2 separate regions of the Capsicum annuum genome follow, and region 1 is linked to region 2. A link is a contact called in public Hi-C data. All regions are on one chromosome and are shown on one strand. The core of a region is the stretch at or near the end of the contact, and the rest is flanking DNA. Distances in the headings are between cores, read along the strand shown. Region 1 holds the start of LOC107878526 (leucine-rich repeat receptor-like serine/threonine-protein kinase At1g17230). Region 2 has its middle 35 kb from the start of LOC107878525.

What was found. A called contact is a pair of places that touch in the nucleus more often than the background predicts.
Region 1: a contact with region 2 is called in a Hi-C map of pericarp, with 3 times the contacts expected there. The contact joins the promoter of LOC107878526 here to the enhancer-like site in region 2. A contact is called at or near these places in 5 of 5 Hi-C or Micro-C datasets (bud, leaf, pericarp and 1 more).

Annotation. Positions count from the first base shown.
Region 1 is chr7:216,660,296-216,663,020 of UCD10Xv1.1, forward strand. LOC107878526 (leucine-rich repeat receptor-like serine/threonine-protein kinase At1g17230) reads right to left here and starts at 1,384. Exons shown (of 3, transcript XM_016725549.2): 1 at 1-1,384. The coding sequence starts at 329.
Region 2 is chr7:216,616,386-216,619,247 of UCD10Xv1.1, forward strand. No RefSeq gene overlaps it. Among protein-coding and RNA genes, the nearest start is that of LOC107878525, 35 kb to the right of the region's middle. Within about 2 kb of position 1,441, at least 1 of the 5 cell types and tissues checked has an H3K27ac peak or open chromatin away from gene starts, as enhancers often do. A contact at or near this core is called in pericarp, where this site is marked.

The DNA of each region.
Region 1 (2,725 bases), core at 134-2,633, 44 kb after region 2:
GAAATGAAATTTGATGACACATTCAATACTGTCAAGTAAGGAAGTTCACAAATTCTTGAAGATAAACTACCAGATAAGTTACGACCATCGATATTTAGAGAAATCACCTGATCATACTTGCTACACTTTACACCATCCCATTTGCAAGGAGTCAAGTCTGAAGAATTCCAACTCTGAAGATTGTTACTAGGATCAATAAGGGATTTTCTGAACTCCAAAAGAATAAGCCCCTCTTCATTTAAAGATTCACCAAAACCAGCAAAGAAAAGAAGAATCAACAGCACCAAAAACAAATGCTGTTGGATTACAAAGTTACTATAACTTGCCATTTCCAAGGATAAATGGGCATGAATGACATTCTGTTTAGTTTACACTAAAGTCATGTCAATTTTTTTATGGATGAAAACTAGGAAACTCAATGAGTATGGCAATGCCCAAAAGTTGTAGCAGAGCTAATGGCAGACCAAGAAACAGATATCATTAAGCAAGTTTTGAGATTCCAGGGCCCATAACTGTCACTATATAACCCAACCCAAACTCAAGAAGCAAAAATCTTGAATTGTTTTTAACCTTAATGACCAAAAATAATGCCATTCAGGACATGCATATCACCAAGACTCTACAAATCAAGAAATGGGGTTCAGCTATAACATAAAATCCTGGACTGTTTTTAACTTTAATAACCAAAATAATGCCACTCAAGACATGCAAAAGACCAAGATTCTACAAATCAAGAAATGGGATTTAGTTATAATATGAAATCCTGTTTTGTTTTTTTAACCTTAGTGACCAAAAATAATGTCACTCAAGACATGCAAAAGGCCAAAGACCAAGATTCTAAAAATCAAGAAATGGTATATAGCTATGATACTTAAACAAAGTTAGAAAATTAAATAAGAGGACAAAAATGATGAAAAAAAAAAATTGCTAAAAGTTGATTGATTGATAAGGCAAGAAAATGGAGGACCACAAAGGGAGAGTCAACTAGAACTTTACAGAATGGAAGTAGTACTAGAACATGTGAGTGTGATATGTGAATGAATACAACTATATGATAAAATTGATATTAACCACTTCTTGTTGTTGTTTCACCTTCTTCATATTAATTCTCCATCTTCTTGTTGTTGTTGTAATTCTAAAAATCATGATTTCATTCTCTAGTTGGTCCCAAATACTCTCTTGCTTTTACACTCTGTTGCAAGTGTTGTTGAGATAAAGTGAGATAGAGATTGGTCATGAAAATTTTTCCTTGTGAGTTATCGTTTAGCCAACTTTCTAAATTCTAAGCCTAACAATGTGGAATACTTGATATGAAATTCTTTACTTTTTTTTTTGCTATTGTGTTCGCTATCTAATTCAGATTCAAATTGAGAAGTTTACTTTGAAAACTAAATTTCTCCTTATCAAAGACGACTTTATTTTCAACACTTATATTCATATTGTATTTCTTTTTTTCCCACTTCCCATCCGAGGTCCGATATTTGCTTTCTGATTCATCTAATTCAGAGTCGGAACAAGAAGTCCACTTTGGCACTCACTATCAAACGATTTTATTTCTCGAGCTCAAAATCCTCCTTTTAACCTTTTTTTTTATTTCTCAAGCTCAAAATCCTCCTTTTAACCTTTTTTTTATTTTTCCATCCAATATTTGGTATTCGCTTTCTAATCTGACTAGAAGTGTACTTTCTATTCCTATCTAGAATGATTTTATTTTCAGAGTCCAAACCGAAATTTCTAATTAAATGAAGAGGTAATTATCGTTCTATCACAGTATTTGGTGATTAATTTCCTCTTTTTCACTAATTTATCTTTGTCGTTTTATCTTTTTCCTGTTACAAACTTGGAACTAGTCTATAAACGTCATGATATCTTTAAAGAAAATAGTCATGTTAGGGATAAATACCCCATTTAGTAGTGGGTGGATGAATTGGAAAATTGTAATGTTACATTGTATCCTACCACAAGCCAAAACTTTCAGTAATGGGTTTGGCAGAATATGAATAGGTGTTTTGGTAGGCACATAAAAAAATTTCAAACAATCTTGTCTCAATCTCAAATTACTTTTTAGGTAATGAACAAATAATAGGTATCTTATAGTTAGAGTGGAAAATGAGAGGATTAGATAAGATCTGGACAGATGGAATAAAAGGTTAATAAAAATAGATAAGATATTAGTTTGTATTTCACATGGATAAAAAATGGGTTAATCAACAAATAATATGAATATAATCAGGTGCCACATAAGCTAAAAGCTAACTTAAACTTAATTAGACCTTTATAACTCATAAAAATAACAAACATACAAATGGTATCGATAGTATGGATAGTCATTTATTAATGGATAATATAGATAATATTCATGTTTGATGATTCATTTTTTAAAAGTAGGCTAGTTTAATCGCACGTGTTTTGTATGTGTAATATTTGATAATTTAAAATTAAATGATTTTATCTATTAGAGAGTTTTGTAATAAAGTGCAAAAAGTTTAAATCTCTTTGCAAAAATCCTTGACACTTTAATATAATAATGTAAACATAAACATATATTTTAGTGTAAACGCATATATATTTTACCATCACAGTTTTAAGTGATTGATATATCACCATTTTTACATTTGTCATGCAGTACCTCGTTCCCTTATTGTCAGAGGTAAGAGAGACACATCAATTTCAAACATATTTATGGTACGCTTATTTTTTTTCTATATTAAAATTTTTTCCTTAA
Region 2 (2,862 bases), core at 191-2,690:
TAAGATAATACTGAATATGTTGTATTAGTAATACTGGAATTAATTGTGCAGGGTTAGTAATACTGAGATTAATAATACTGGGATTATTTTTAATGCAGTGTTTGGTTTGATGCATTGAAAGTAATATGTATTGTTATATTTTAAAAAGAATATTATTTGTTTACAAAAATACCCTCGACATATTATAACTTTGTGTATTTTTTTAACAAAAGTTTATTATTCTTTTTTTAGAATAAAAAAAGTTAACAATATAACTAATTATTTACTTTAGAATTTTAAGATTTAATCATTCACTTACAAAAATTATTTTTCTTATTATCTTTTCTTTGTTTGTTCATTATTTGCTTGTTGTTCCCACTTTATGTTATTTTTAAGTTGGGGGAGATACGTATAACTTTTGGATGAGACAATAAAATCATTATTAAAATAAAATTGTATTCTATAGTGTGTTAAAACTAAGTAGAAAAATTATTTTAATTTATGAATATCCTATTTACAAAATTAAAGTTTTTATGCAATTTGTTTTCGGATTTTGACCAATAAATATTCTTTTGAGTTAATGGAGTAGTTTTTTATAACTAAAATTATTTGTGGGATTTTATTATTTTGATAAATTGAAAAGAAGTAACTCATATTGAATAAATTGAAAAAGATTTAGAAAAAAATTAAAGAAATTTGAGGATATTTTTGTAAATAATAATAAAATTTGTAAACTAATTTATTTGAATAAATTTATTAGTAAAAATATAAAAAATAAAAATAAAAAAAATAAAAAAATGTTTAAAAGAATTTGAGGGATATTCTTGTCTTTACACATGCTAGTCCCATGATATTAAAACCCATGTATTACTAATACCACCATATGTGATGTATTAGTAATACACCCTATAATACCATGTAGGGTGTATAACTAATACATGATATTAGTAATACATTGGTCCAAAATCCTACCAAACATAGTATTAATTAATACCACACTTAATACATGGACTATTTCTCCTAATACGGCCTACCAAACGACCCCTCAATGTCTTCTAACGTCTATATAATTTTAGATCGTGATCTAAATTATCATGAAACTTTCAATTTGCTCAAAATTATCGGTATACTGTATTTAAAAAGTTCATAAATTATAAGAAAAATAAAAATAAAATAATTTATTAAACATTTGTCCAGAAAGTGACAATAGGCACCAGAGGCGGAGCCAACCCTCCTTAGGGGGTCGTCCAAACCCCCTTCGACGGAAAAATATACTATTTATACATGATTAAAATTATTTTTTATGTGGTTATAACAGGTGTTGAACCCCCTTTGACTTAGTTTTCTTTGAATATTGAACCCCCTTATCTGAAATCCTGGCTTCGCCTCTAATAGGCAGAGAGAGTTGACACGCCCAGCCTGAGAATCTCAAGGGCCCAATAATTAAATCTTTGATATTTATTAGTTGGCCCAATGATCTGGAGCCCAGGGGCACGTACAACGTCACATGCCTTTCATGTATATTCCTTTAGCAAACATTGTGTCATGTTGAGGTTATAATGCAAAGGCATACAAGTAGGCACATGCATTTGCAACAAATAAAATGTTATTTTGGTAGGGGTGAGGTTGCAAGGGGGTGGGATGGGGAAAATAGAGATATGTTGAAACTTGAAGTAATTATATAACCGAACCTTTGCATGCTTTCTCGATCGAGCTCACTTGAGATTGGTCTAGTGCTGTTTACACTAACACCTTGTATGCATTAAACCAAAGGATAGCAACTGCAAATTCTCTTTTCAACAGAAACAACAAAATAACATATATATATATAGACATCTTTGTGACCAAGTTTCTATGAGGTAAAATTGGAAAGATGCATGAGGATCTTGAAAGAATTTCAACTTAATCATTCCGTAGTATTTTAAGTAGTGACGATGATAGAAGTTTCGTTGAGGAAATTCAACTATTAATATTAAAAAATTAACCTAGTATAATTTTTTTTAATGAGAAAAAAGATTGAGTTGAACCTCCTTCGATAAATGTGGTTCGTCATTATAAGAGTTTCGATGCATAGTCGGATCCTATCATATACCCTTAAGAATTAACCTTATGTTATAGTCATAAATACATATATTATTCACGTGTAAACTTTCAAATCGACATCATACTTAAGTCATTTTGTCCTGAACGAGGGTCTATCGGAAATCACCTCTCTACTTCTTCGAAGGTATTGGTATGGACTGCGTACACTCTACCTTCCTCAAACCCCATTATGTGGGAATATACTTGATTTTTTTTTTGTTGTTGTGTAAACTCTCAAATCAACATCACACTTAAATGTAGCAAATATGAGAAACTATTGAGTATTGACTATTTTAGATTCCATAATATCTCACATCAAAAAAATCATAAATGTATACACTATATAATAGATGGATACAATTGAACTCAATAGTTTTAACTCAGATCATATACGTGTAGTAAAATAACAAATAAACATATACTAATAAATAAAGTTCAAACCTAGTAATGTGAACAATTCTATAAAGGATGAGAAATAAGGGGCCACAGTTTTGACACTTTGACTCAAATCACATTCTAATACAGTAATTGAGAGGGAAAATTATTCTCTTAAAAATTGTTGAGAGGGAAAATTATTTTTCGTAAAAAAAGAAAAACTAGGACTGGCATATTCAGGTCTCTGTCACGTGCCAATGGCAGGTTGGTATATTACTCTAATAGTTAAATAAGAAAAACGGTTTAATTATTTGGTGAATTATTAAGCATTAACTCGATAGGTAAGGGGGACATTATTGACGAATAATGAGTGAAAGACTATTTTATTTTAGTTTATTTTTGTACTATTATTATTATTATTATTAT